2 separate regions of the Rattus norvegicus genome follow, and region 2 is linked to region 1. Evidence: chromatin contacts called from public Hi-C data. All regions are on one chromosome and are shown on one strand. The core of a region is the stretch at or near the end of the contact, and the rest is flanking DNA. Distances in the headings are between cores, read along the strand shown.

What was found. Hi-C and Micro-C count contacts between places; a contact is called where the count stands out from the background.
Region 2: a Hi-C map of the A7r5 cell line shows a contact between it and region 1, with 2.9 times the contacts expected there. The contact joins two enhancer-like sites. A contact is called at or near these places in 5 of 12 Hi-C or Micro-C datasets (the A7r5 cell line, the Rat2 cell line, Schwann cells and 2 more).

What each region holds. Positions count from the first base shown.
Region 1 is chr4:161,547,311-161,554,329 of GRCr8, forward strand. Fgf6 (fibroblast growth factor 6) reads left to right here. Exons shown (of 3, transcript NM_131908.1): 3 at 2,138-2,314. The coding sequence ends at 2,314. Among named protein-coding and RNA genes, the nearest start is that of Fgf6, 9.7 kb to the left of the region's middle. Within about 2 kb of position 3,546, at least 7 of the 93 cell types and tissues checked have an H3K27ac peak or open chromatin away from gene starts, as enhancers often do. A contact at or near this core is called in the A7r5 cell line, where this site is marked.
Region 2 is chr4:161,609,118-161,616,136 of GRCr8, forward strand. It overlaps Tigar (TP53 induced glycolysis regulatory phosphatase), which reads right to left. Exons shown (of 6, transcript NM_001395051.1): 6 at 4,189-6,476. The coding sequence ends at 6,051. Fgf23 (fibroblast growth factor 23) reads left to right here. Exons shown (of 3, transcript NM_130754.2): 3 at 1-874. Among named protein-coding and RNA genes, the nearest start is that of Fgf23, 12 kb to the left of the region's middle. Within about 2 kb of position 3,749, at least 1 of the 93 cell types and tissues checked has an H3K27ac peak or open chromatin away from gene starts, as enhancers often do. A contact at or near this core is called in the A7r5 cell line, where this site is marked.

The DNA.
Region 1 (7,019 bases), core at 2,296-4,795:
ACAGGGCATACAAAGTTAGAACAGAGGGAAAGCAGGTAGGTGGAGAGGAACAGCCTCACGGGTAGAGACTGCTGGTCTAATAAGACTCCTCCCTCCACTTCCTGTCCCATTTTGGATTCTGAGCTCTTTTACCATTTTTAAATAAATTGCTTATGTGGGTGGATAACACATGAAAAAGGTTTAAGAAAGGGGGGAGTGCAAAAGATTCCCCCAGGACTTAAATCTCCTCCTATTATCATCTTGATGCCTGTGAGTTCCTCCTGGGAGGCCACCTGTGTGACCAGTTCCTTGTGGACCATTCTGGGAGTAACTTACACATGCATGAGTGTATGTTCAGGTAGCTTTGAAAAGTCACACTTCAGATGTTCAAGGTGTTTCTAAATTTTATGTGACTGAGTGAGTGAGTGGGTGAGTGAGTGAGTGTTTTGTCTGTATATGTGTCTGTGCACTACCTGTGTGCCTGACGCCCTCGGAGGCCAGGTGAGGGTGTTAGATCCGCTGGACCTGGACAGTTGTGAGCTACCACGTGGGTGTTGGAAGTCAAACCCTGATCTCCTCTGCAGGACACAGGTTCAAACTGAGCGTCTCCACTTGGTAATATGTCTCTGGGACAGTCCAGTGTCAATGTGCCAACGATTTTATTTTCATGATTTTCAGTACCCCATAGGGTAGCTTGGTCACAACTGAGACAACTACTCCCCTTTAGATAGAGACCAACTGTTTGGGATTCTTGGTCTTTAAAAAGCATTGTACGTGCGTGGGAATATAAAGTCAAAATCTGTTCCTAAGAGAATGGCTGATCATCGGTTAGCACCGAGAATTGACCTCTGTAGAAGGAGTAACACCATGCACTAAGGAACACTGAGAATCCCTTGTCTTTGGACCCTCCCCAGTTATAGTATCAGATACTTTCCCCAGTCTGACCATTGATCCCTGGAGTCCTTGTCCCAGAGGAGGCTTCTTGGAGTCTACTGGGAAAGAAACATAGAGTTCAGATCCTGTTTACATGTTCTTCAAGGCATCTGCTCCAAGGGCTGGAGAGTACGGGTGCTAGGCTCTCTACCATCCATAATAGCAATGTACAGAGACCTGTGCTTCCCCACTGCTGGTGAGCCTAGGAGCACCGACTTCGTGTGTGTGTGTGTGTGTGTGTGTGTGTGTGTGTGTGTGTGTGTGTGTGTGCAAGCACGCACCTGCCCAGGTGCACATGTCTGTCCTCGTGGAAGCCAGAGAGGAACAAAGCAACCTCCTCTCTAGCTGTCTGCCTAATTTCATTGGGAACCAGGTTCTTTTCTATAAAAATGGCTCCTATCTCAGATCCCACAGTGCCCCAGTGAATGTTCTGGGCTCAAAGTCAAAACCAAGAAGGAGTCTTTTCTTTTTAAGGGGCTGCAGGCTTTGAACTGAGAAACTACAGGCAGAAAGGGACAATACTGAAAGGACTTCTCAGAGCTCATTTGTTCCTCTGCCCCTGCACTCACTACCCCACAAGCTCCCTGTCACCCACACAGTTTGTGTGAAGGAGAACTGAGGCTCTGAGAGGAGGGGACCATCCAAGTCACAGTATGAGAACACAGAAAAGTCACTGAGTGGAGCCAAGGGACCTCCATCCCGTTCTGCCAGGCAACCTCTCACTATAGGCTGGCAATAGCTCGGTGCCACCCACCCTGACCCCTTCTCTGAATAGAACACGTTCTCACTTGAGGACAGGGTAGAAGGCATCCCCACCTGGAAGTCAGGAGGTCCACTCTGCTCTCCCCACAGGACCCAAGCATCTTCCCTCTGTGTCGCTGGCCTTGGATTCCTCCTGGTGAGGAGGAATTGTGAGGGCTCTCTGATGGGCCTCCTGTTCTAATCTCTCACTTTCCTGTCCTTGCAGCATATACCCCGTGGCAGTGTTTCCACGGAGGGAAGGGAGGGTGCCTGACAAAAGACCTCCTCTGAGTGGCTCAGCTGGTGTTTTGGCACTTCTTTTATTTTTAAATTATTTTATTTATTTACATTCCAATTATTGACCCTTCCCCCCTTTCTCCCTCTCCCATCCCACCTCCCCTTTGCCTCCGAGAGGGCTCTCCCCACTTCCCCCATCCCACGGGTGGACACTTCTTAAGTCTCTGCTGTCTGTCCATCTTCACAGCCCAGCTTCCAGGACGAATGCAAGTTCAGAGAAACCCTCCTTCCAAACAACTACAACGCCTACGAGTCCGACCTGTACAGAGGGACCTACATTGCACTGAGCAAATATGGACGGGTAAAGCGGGGCAGCAAGGTGTCCCCAATCATGACTGTCACTCACTTCCTCCCCAGGATATAAGGACCCATGGATGAAGGCTCACGGGGTGACCTCTGCCTCTTTTCTGTTGGAATTTTACACTTCCACTCCTATCCCGTGACTTCTGAGTCTGTCTTGTCTTGTGCCTGAAGAGATGGGTTGGCTCCCTCGGCCACTGGAGCGCACGGTATATAACCCACATGGCTGAGGGTTTGCGGTTCACATCTCAGGATGGCAGTGGATCCTGTGCTTCGACCTCACCAGAGGAGAGACAATATGGACGGCTCTCGAATCGTGTGGCCCTGTGCATAAGAAAAAGCCGAGACAGGAGTGTGCGTGTGTCCGTGCAGATCCATGCATCTTTGCGTAGATTCTCAGAGCAGCGGCATTTTAGAATACCGAGTTTCTTTCTCCCAACGTCGGCACTGCAGGAATCTGCCTGTCAGAGCATCACTTGTCAGAAGGATTGGGATGTATCCCATTCTACCTTTTTCCTGATCATCTATCCATCCAGTTGTCTGAGTCACGATGAGCAGCTATCTTTTCTGTGCTAGGAGGAAGGTAGGGTATAAAATATAATTGTAAACTAGGAAAAAGAAAGGTAACCTGCACCCTGGCTTCCATGCCCGTTGGGGCTCTGGGGACATTATGATGTGTTGTTAGGGATGACTGGGAGAGAAGGGGATCCCCTCCTTGGAAGAAAGTAATAGACCAGGACGGGGGCCATTGGGGAGATCTGTGGAGGCAGAGGGACTGAACGTTCTGTAGAGAGCCATTCTGCCTAAAGGGCTTCAAACTGTGTATGGCTCCAAGAACGGGCCAGCACCAGGCTGCCTGCCCATAACGTTTCCTCGCTTTGAACCAGGTCTTATTTTAACCTCAGATGACAAGGATCCTAATAATGGCAACCTCCCTGGCAAGGAAGAGCAGTGTGCAAATTAGGGCATGAAGGAAGTCCAGAGCAGAGGCTTTGGACTCGCCGTGGTGATCCCTCTCCAACTATGTCCAGGAAACTCGCCCAACTTCTCACCCGATACCCTTACTTCCTTCTCACTCAGCCGAAGTTTGCACACACAATGCCACCTGGATGCAGAAGAATTGGGCGCTGTGACCTCTAGCCCCTCTTCCTCACTCCAGTAGGGGAGGTGTGATAATCCCGGGATTCAGGCAGCCAAGCTGAAGTGGCTCCTTGCTCCACAATGCCTTCTTGCCTCTTGTCCTTTGAGAGTATTTTAAACTGTGGTTCCCTGAGAGACTATAAATGCGGTCTGTCTAGAGCCCGCAGATTCCTGAAGCGTTGGAATGTTCCTAAATCTGACACCAGAGAGAGCCATATCAGTGCACAAATATTTTCAGCATATGTCACAAAATGACCTGACACCCTCAGCTACCCTTGGGAGCCCTGACCTGCAAGACAATCCCCTCATCTGTTGCAAATACCTCTGTCTTCAACATACCTCTCTATTCGTGGATGCACCCCTCTATAGACAGATCTGGACTCAGGGATTCTGAGCTGCGGATGGGTGGGGTTTGGCAATGCAAAAGACACACATCATTCTGGCTTCCTCCTTTGGCTTGAAAGTGTCAGGGCGGACATGTGATAAGAGAGGGGGGAAAGGCCAGAGCTAGATAAGAGTTAACAGATGGTAGGAGTTCAGCATGTGGACATCCTCAAGCTTTGGATGGAAACTTGGAAGAAACGAGTCTTGGATCGGGTCTAAAGGGGAGAAAAATTGATCCATATTAACTTCTTGGATAATGAGGTTCAAGTCATCTGGGAAGGAGAAAGCCATCTTCTCTTTTAAGACATCTTTGCCAGTTATCATCAATGCTTTTATAAGGCTTATCAGAAGTGGGGTCACTTGGAATTTCATGCGCATTCGTTCCTGATGTAACCATATGAACGGGACAGCTGGGGCTGGGTACTGCTGGACAGATAGGAGGAAATATTTTAAGCCTCGAGAAAGTCAACCCCCAGCCTCCCTTCCTCCCTTCCTGCCTTCCTTTCTAGGTCTTTATGCATACATGCCTTGAGTCAATGAAATCTAGAGAGACTGCAAGACTCTGGGCTTCTAGATCTTGTCTCTTTGTTGAAGCTCATGAAGCTACTCAAATCCTGACAAGGAGTTTCATCGACTATCCCTTCCTACCTTTCATGCTCCGGGTAAGAAAGAGAAGCTACAGAGCCCCTGGATGGGGCAGGCCTGGTGTTCGCCTGCCCCACAGCAGCACAGGATTTCCTATGACTGATTTCGGTGGTGAGAAGCTGGGTTCTCTAGCTGGCCCCAGGATTTTGCTGAACTGGTTCAATGCATGGTTCATACTTTCGATTTTTTTTTTCCTGCAAAGAAATTCTCTTAAGAAGTTTCTCTTTGACCTAAAGTGACTTACGCTTTGCACAAGTCAAACTCAGTCCACAGGCAAATTAAGGAATGGGACAAGAGCAGAAAAAAAAAACATCAGTGAGAGGTGCTGCTGCTGATCCTGTCTGTCCTGCTACTATGCACAGGGGTGGAGTGTTACTTCCTAACTGGTTGCCTGCACTCCTTGAAACGGTTGTTTGTAATTCTCTCACCAACGGCGTGCATTCTAGAAACTCATGGGGGCTAAGCTGGAGAGCTGACTCGTTGGCCAAGAGCACTTGATGCTTTTACAGAGGCCACAAGATGGCCACAACCATCTGTAATGGTTCCCTAATGTCTACCAGTTTCTCTCTCCTGGCTCCAGGGACAGTGCACAGACATGCGGGCAAAACATTGTATTGTTCCACTGCCTCATGACACCTCTTTGATTCCTATTTTCGATGTAGACAGAGTAAGCAATCTGATCATTAATACCCTTCATACCCTTCCCAGACTGCTGCTGCAGCCCACAGTCTCTTCGACCGACGAACTTGCCATCACACAAGCTCCAAGCTCTTAGTCACAACCAGACTATGGTTAAGAAGAACAGGTTTTTTTTTTCTTGTCATCTGAGTCAGAGTACAACCTGTCCTCATTTTAGACATGTATCTCTAGAAACCCAGGCCTGAAATCTGATTCCGTCCCACATTTGGACATACGTTCTCCCTGTAGGGCTTTGAGCCCCTTTTCCTGCCCCAAGACCACACGTTTTCCAGCTTCTCACTCTGTGTGAGTTTTGAGGAAGGAAGGATGTTGAAGAGTCCACGACACCCATTGCCCTTGTCATTGGTGCTGTGGTCGCTTGGGCAACCAGTTACAATGTGTGGCCACTGGCCCCCATGACGCCAGTATAGCATCTCAACTAAGATTCCCTTCTGTTCCTTTTTTGTACAAAGCTAAGCTAGAAGTCTTCTACACTTTCTATCCTTACATTTCCTCCCCCCGCCCCAAGATAAGCTCTACGCCACTTGTTACAGAACAGGTGACAATTCCTTGCACAGTGGATCTGTGAGTCACTCTTAACCTCCCTTTCCAAGACGGACCAGCCATTCATCTCACTTTCCTGAGGGGAGGGAAAGAAAACACCAAATACAGGAATGCTGGGGACAAGGCTGGAACCTACAGAAATACGCAGCCTGTGCTTACGTCTGAGTGGACGGCGCCTCTTCCCAAAGCAGAAGGCGAATGGCTACCCCAACCAGATCTTGACTCCAGGGCAGCATGCAGACAGCCAAAACGGAACCATGTTTGTATACCTCATGAACTACTGAAATCCCAGCCTCAGACACGGTTCTCTTTGTCTTCACTGTTAAGGACCTCGGGCTGGGTTCTGGTGCAGAACCATCCTCAAACTTGAGGGCGGTAGGTAGGAGAGCCAGAAGCTGTTCAGTCATGTGCTTGAGAAATGTGATGCTTCTATTTTTTTTTTAATATGTATGTGCTATGCACAAACCATAACACGTCCCAGCAAGAAGTTAAAGGTCTTTTTATACGTTTCTCTAAACTGTTTGACTCTGCCCCTCCTATTAAACTTGACAACAAATCTCTGGGTTGTAGTTAATTTTTTCTTTTGTTAACTGTCTACCTGTCTACCTACCCCCTATCTGGGAGCCAGGAAGTGAGGGAAGTGAGGGGAGGCAGATAAAGGTTTCCGGTGCTGTGGGCGATGAAGGCAGGAAGAAATTGTGGGAGCCTATTACTCTTATTGCTAATAGGGTATTTGTCCAAAAGGGGGAAGGATATGACCAAACACATAAGGAGACTACAGCACCCCCCCCATCTTCATCTAAGTTATAAGCAATTTTCTGTGTTGGAATCCATTCACTCATTCACACACCTAGAAGTACTTAATAAACATCTCATCCTGAGCTGGGGTAAGTTTGGAGGATGCTCGAGAAACACGGTTACCCTTACCCATTCTCTCATAGATATGCATTATAAAAACTCACCTCAGGTGGGGACATGACTTAATGGTTAAGAGACCTTGCTGTTCTTCCAGCAGATCTGGATTCGGCTCCCAGCATCCACAACTCACAACTATTCCAATTTCAGGGGATCTAACGATCTCTCCTGGCCCTTAGGGCATTGCATGCACATGGTACCCTGACATACACGAAGGCTCATAAGTATAAACTAAAACTATATACATCTTTATTTTAAAAAAAAACTCACCGTGGGGGGGTGAGAGGAGTTGGGAGGAAAGATGAAGGAGAAATTATGCAATCTCTCTCTTCTTCCCAATTCCTCCCATCCCCCCTACCACAAGTAATTACTTTTTAATATTGCAAAAAAGAATCTGGATGAGGACAAACACCATCACTGAAGAGCATGTTACCCTGTAAACC
Region 2 (7,019 bases), core at 2,499-4,998, 62 kb after region 1:
CTGGAGGGGAAGGGTCCTTGAGACCTGGGATTGTTCCAGGTTAGGGTTTCTGTGAAGTGGAAAGAAAAAAAAAAGTTTTTTCCTAAGTGAAATGGGATCCAGGACTTACTAGCTAGAGTCGGGGGGTGGGGGTGGGGGTCTCCTGCAGGGGTTAACCCCACAATGGCAGCTACTCTTGGGAACTTTTAGGGCATTAAAGGAAGACATCTTTCATTTGTCCCAGAAACCCCAGGGCTGTCCTGGGGTGAGCATAGCCTCACAGTGAACAGCAAGACGTGTTAGGCAGGCTTTGAGGTTGTCCCCCCTCTGTACCTTATTAGCTGGTGGTCGACCTCGACGAAGGGCACCTCCTTTCTACCTCTACTTAAATGAGAACTGAAGGGCACAGTAATGGCCCAGTCCTTCAGACAATTCCGTGCTTTCCACTGTCATCATGTACCCACTTAGAAATGGACCCACTGTTTTTTTGCTTATCAGAGGAACAGCAGCCAATGTGACCACCTCCACCTCTGAGTTACTAAATGCTGTGCATAGATAGCAGTAGGTACCACGCACCCCAAACCTTTTCTTCGCTGGCTTTCATTCCTGCTGGGGATCGGTCAGCACAGCAGCCACCGGAAGCCTGCCCACTGAGGCAACTCTGTGGAAAGCCCAGAAAGAACTTAACTGGGTGTAAACTCAAGCCCAACACCACCGAGAGGCCTTCTTTTTGGCGGAGCCGAGGTCGTCTTGTAATTTCTTAGGTCCCTTTGCACGTGGCGATATTTATTTATTTATTTGAAAGATTCTGCCTATCACTCTATATTTATAGTTATTTATGAAATGTAACCCCACTTCTGTCCTTGAGTTTTAAATAAAAATAAGATTTCTGTCAGCTTCTGTTTCTTGTCCTCTCTGTGTGGCTGCATAAATGCATATTGAGACAGAAGGGTAAAATTGGAAAATCTGGAGAAAACAGAATAGGAAAAGGAAAAAATTCTCAAAGTTTCTTCCATTTATAAACATGTTCAGCAATTTTGATTAAAAAAAGATGAAATTTTATCAACATTGGGCTTCTAATAACCTGATTCCTTAAAATAAATTTTGATTTGAAAAAACAAAACAAAACAAAACACACACACACACTGGCATAACCACACTGAAATCTCAGTTAACCAGAAATACATATTAGTCTTCAGTTAACCAGAAATACGTCATAGTGGTCTTCCATCATTAGTGCCAAATAGTGGGCCTGATCAATTTATGAAGATAAAAGGTTTGAGCCACACTTAGGAAGTTCTAGTCCACAACCCAGAAGGCCTCTGCTTTCAGGTCTGTGGTAGAGGGTCAGCACATTGTGGTGGGAGCCTGGGGCAGAGGAAAACCACTTACCTGCAGGAAAAAGAGGCTGAGGCCCAACTAGTCAGTTCACGCCCAATGACCTAAGGCTCTCTCAGGAAGCCCTGCCTTACACCGTGCGCCTTACCTGGTCACCATCGGTAACACCAGTCCTTCCACCCACGGTGGGAGGTAAGCTCTAAGCTACAGCGTGGCGAACCAACGTGTTCATCAGGGTTACTTAAAGGAGTATGGGTGAGGGGTCATGTGCAAGGGTATAAATGACAAGGCTGTGTCACCCCAGTCAGCTCGGGTGAGGACTCCTGAGAGCTGGATATCTGGAGCTCACTGCACAGCCTGCAGGCAGCTCAGCAGCTTGGAGAACGTATTTTCAAAGCTCAGCTGGTCTGGTGTTTGAGCCCGTGGAGTCATTGGTTAGAATGACATCCTTGGAGATCCTTCACGAGGACAAAGGATGTGGCATCTCACAAACGATACTTCATCAGACGCCACCCTTACACTGATGGGGTATTTTTATGCAGTATTTGAATAAAGCAGGAAAGGCATGCTGGAGCCTGCTATAATTTAGGTTTGAATGAATCCTCTAGTAGGAGGGGGTGAGACCTTCAGGAGGTTTTAGGTAGGTCATTGGGACATAGGTCATTGGGACGGACGGTATCTTTGAAGGGATGATGGACTCCAGGCCCTTGCCTCTTGGCTTGTGCTTCTTAGCTTAAGGAGAGAAGTTCACTCGGTCCTTTCCTTGCCATGAACAGTTGCTTCACCACAGGACTCAAGCCATAGGGTTATGTGGTCATGGGTTAGCGCCTCTAAAATGGTAGGCAAAAAATGAAGCTTTTTTCTTTGCAAGTTGATTGGTTCAGGTATTTCTTTTTTTTTTTTTTTCATTCTTTTTTTTTTTTTTTTTCTTCAGAGCTGGGGACTGAACCCAGGGCCTTGCGCTTGCTAGGCAAGCGCTCTACCGCTGAGCTAAATCCCCAACCCCGGTTCAGGTATTTCTTTACAGCAACACAAAACCAGCAGTTCTGTCCAATTTTTTTTTTCCCCAGACTGGTGAGTGGTCCATCTGTCCTTGTGTAGCTGGCCAATCATTAAGCCTGGGTATATTCACCTAGGAAGACCCATTTCACTTAGGATATGACTTACATTAACAGAGTGAAGAGACACAACAAAGGCATTAACTCATAAATCCATTATGTCGACATGAATATGTATATATGCAAATATTCACAATACAAAATATTTATCTCTTCTAAAAACATCTAAACATTTTGGACACGTTTTGAATAAACTTGAAAACTGAACCTATATTTAAAAGTGCACAGTAGTCTGGGGAGATGGCTGACCAACTAAGAGAGCACTTGTGCTTAACTGTACTGGGTTTTGTTCCCAGCATCCACATGGCAGCACAAAATCATCTGTAACTTCGGTTGGAGAGGAGGCTCTGGACCCTCTTCTGGCCTCTGTGAGAACCAGAAACACACAGCAGACACACATACATGCAGGCAAACACTCACACACACAAAATCTCTCTGAACAAATATGTGGGATGATGTCACAAATGAGGCAGGTACAAGATAGAAGGAGGCCTGTCATTGGACAAGAAGGGTGGGCGGGAGAGAGGTTTGAAGGAAGAGGAGGAGACTGGAACGGAAAGGAGGAAGAGACAGGAGAGGGAGAGAAGCCGTGGCAGGACAATATGGCAGCTGACGTTAAGATTCTGCTCTGTGTATTTACAGTTGTTATTAATGTTCTTAAGGGATGGATGGTACTGGGCTTGCTATGTTTAGGTGGGCAATTATATCTTATCAATTGGGTCAAAGGTTATTGTGTTGTGTGTTCTTTTATGTCATGGTTTGAGCGTAAGAAAGTGTGCGGCGGCTGGTCTGATCCGCCAGAGTTGGGATGTGTTTCTGGCATGGAAACCTGCCTTGGGAACTAGATGGGTAGAGAGATGGCTGCCAGGCTCAGAGAGAGGCCTTTGGCAGTGTGATATGGGATGGAGCAGAGGGGGTGAGATGCTTTGCTGACTGAGAATTAAGATATCCGGCAGATATCTTGGGGCAGTTAGGTGCCAGACCTAGTGGGGATAAAAGGCAACCTTACTTTTTTTTTTTTGTATTTTACAACAACAAATGAAGGGGTGGGAAGATGGCACATCAGTTAGGAGCAGGTAGAGAGGACCTAGGTTTGGCTCCCAGCACCCCATGTTGGCTCACAACTACCCCTAACTGCATGTGGGACATGTGGCCTCCATGGTGCACATGCACACACACAGGCAAACCGCATACCGCTAAAAAAAATTTTTTTTAAAAGAATGTACAACCAACTAGAAGGTTTGTATGTACATTAACAGGATAGTCAAATTACTCAGTGACTCATCGGGGCGGTTGAGAAAAACCAAGCCAAGAATAGCAGAGGCGTCATCAGTGGTGCGGGGGTGGGGGTGGGGTGCTGTCCATGTACTGGGGTACATGTGGGCTTCTCAGCAGATGGAGGGTAGCATGTAACCCCAGCTTTCAATTGTCAGATTACTAAAGTTGAGGGAGTCAGCACCTCGTGCTGGTCTAAAGAAGTAAAGCACATGAGCTGAATGCTGACAGACACAGGCGAGCAGCAGGGGCTCAGTCAGACAGGATCTGGAGTCACCAGACTGCACAGGAATGGCACTGTAAGACTCCCCGGGCAGTGTGGAGGTACAGAGCTGCAGTCCAGCACTGAGGGGGTGAGACAGAAAGAAGCATCTTGAGTTTGAGGCCAACCTGATGCACAGTGTGACTGTCTCACAGCCGCTCCCACCAGAGACTTCCCAGGACTCTGTGCCTACAGAACACTGAACAGACCTAAGCACCCTCTATAAACCAAAGATCTTTATTCATTCGGTAGAATACTGGTTACAATTAAGTAGAGCCATACATTCCCAAATAAATACCCTCAAACAGTACGGGTAAAAGGAAGACTACAGAGCTGGGTATTTATGTGCATTTGAAAGGCAGTAGAACAATACTGCTGCTCACCCACTCTGCTTATGAGCTCTGCTCTGTCTCACAGCAGCTCCGCACCAGGACTTCCAGTGGTGCTCTACACGGAGGGAGTGACCTAACACTGGATTTCTCTTAAAAAAGCAGGTTTCTGTTCTGATTTTTCTCCACTTGTGATGGAAGCCAGGGCCCACTGAGCGACACCTCCAAACTCCTCAGGTTTTTATAACTTTCCTCTCAGATTCACACAACCCAACACTCACCCCAAATGCCGACATGACTTTTGAACTGAAGTTCACTGTCACCCATAGGGAGACTTTTCTACGGCCTTTATAATCATGTCCTTTGGTTTCTCAGAACATGGTCACACTTTGGACTCATGTCAGTGATGTCTTTGTTCAAGGTACACGTGCATTTGGAACCTCAAGTAAATCCCTAGTGTGGGGCCACCAGTACCCAAAGTGTTGGCAGCGCCCCCACAAAGTGTCTAGACAGAAGGACCTAGTAGCACTTTACAGCAGGCAAGTCAACTGTGGTGAGCCTTGACCTACACCTCCCTTTGCAGGTGAACTGTATTTCTAGGTTTCTTAAGTTTGTCACCTACTGTTCAGTAAGCTCTCAATCCTACCAGCTCTTCCTGGTCAAACTCCTCTATATCTGGGCCCAGTGTTACATTTTCCTGAGGCTGTAGTGTGGGCCTGGCATTTTTAGCAGTCCAGTTTCCTAATTGAGGACTCTTGAGCAGCAATCAAAATCCCTTTCCGACAGCGCCACCTGGAGGAAGGTCACTCCTCTGAGCCTTCTGCGTACCAGTTTTCAGCACCTCTTCTTTGGATGGGTCAACCAGTCTTCACAGGCAGCTTGGATACAAAGCGAGGGTAACTTGAGCATTCCCCACCCCCACCGCTTTTGCTGGAAAGCTGTGTTTGCCTTCTTCTCAGAGGATCGTAATGTGTCTGATCAGGCAGTGTGTTCCTTCCTTCCCCCAGGCTGCTTTTACTACTTTTATTTGTGTGCATGTGTGCAAGTGTCTGCAGAGGCCCAGAGCGGGCACTGCCTCCCTGATGCTGGAGTTCCAGGAAGCTGTGAGCTGCCCAATATGGGTAAAGGGATCTGAACTGGGGTTCTCAGGGTAACTGGAAGTACTCCTAGTCCCTTCAGTCCCTCAGCTGTATTTGAGGCAATAATAACAATAACAATGATAATAATAATTCCCAAGAGCCAGTTTCTCCAGAGGACGCTAGAGCATTCAGCCATTTCCCTTTACACACGGATGACAGTAAGAAGCTTCAGTCTGAACACTGTGGACTCTGACACAATCACTGCAAATGCGGGAGAATTATTTAAACCATTCTTTCTTGCAAGCACTTGGTGAGTGAGTGGAAAAACATTAAATGATCTTCAACAGCCAACACCATCTAGACATCGAAGAGGCCAATGAAAGGAGAATGTGGAGAAAAGGCTTCATCCCCCGTGTGCAATGCTGAGTGTCCTCATAAGTTAATAGTTCACAGACATAACAGCACAGGGTGACAAAATCATGGTAGAAAATGGTGTCTCAGAAAAACCAGGCTGACTCTGAGTGGATTCCCACTAACAGCGGATACAGTCAGGACCCCAGTGGGGCTTTATGGCACAAGTCTCACCTGCTTCTAAACAGCAGGGGCAGAGGATGAAAACACAAGAGGCCAAGGCCCTCCATTCGGAGCCCCACGGTTGGGGGCTTTGGACTCAGTGCTTTTCAACCCCTTTGTTTAGATGCTCCTGGAGGTTCATACAAACACACTGGACGGTTGGCTTGCGTGCTTCCTCACAGTCGATGATGAAGACACTGATGCCAGTGTTGGGAGTGATGGAGGAAAGTTCGAATTTGTCTATTGTGGCTGGCAGTGAGCATCTGAGGTCACTCAGGAAATAACCAAAGAGGCTTCTCATGTAAGCCCCGTGGCTCACGACCAAGATGCTGGCGGTTAAACCCAGGGCACCATGCTTGGGGTCTGTCCCCAAGCTGCCGTGTTTTCCCACGGGGAAAACCTCCGCCAAAGAGCTTTCCAAACAGTTGTCTGGCGCTCCGGGGAGGAAGTTTTCTCTCTGGCCTGCCTTGCCCAGAATCAACTGACAAATGAAATCAAAGAAATCCTTTCCACGCATTTTTACCTGCAAGAAAGAACAGAGAGAGGAAATCAAGTGAAGTGAATGATGAATGTAAGTCTGAAATACAACTAACTATTCCCATCCCAAGGTTTCCATGGGATTTCAAAGCATCACTTGTGGCTGAAGACATTAAGAAAAAGAGAGGGGCTAGGGGTTTAGCTCAGAGGTAGCCCTCTTCTGGTGTGTCTCAAGACAGCAACAGTGTACACACATACATAAATACATCTTAAAAAGGGGGGGGCATCATCTCAGTGGGCAAATCTCTTGCCAGAACCCTGGGTGTCCTGAGGCAGAGCCTGATTCACTGGCTGCACACACTGCCTGTGCCAACACCACCTATGCCACCACCTCATGTTAAGTTTTTCTCAGCAGTATTGTCTATCTATCATCAGTAATGGCTGCTGACTCACAGTGAGGGACATAGGGCAACATGGAAAAATGGGGGAGCAAAGAGGAGGATGTTCGAAGCTTGCAAACCACTTGACTGTGGTTTGCACCAGCTTGTAAGCACCAGTACAAAACCAGTCAGAATTTAGTGACTGGGTC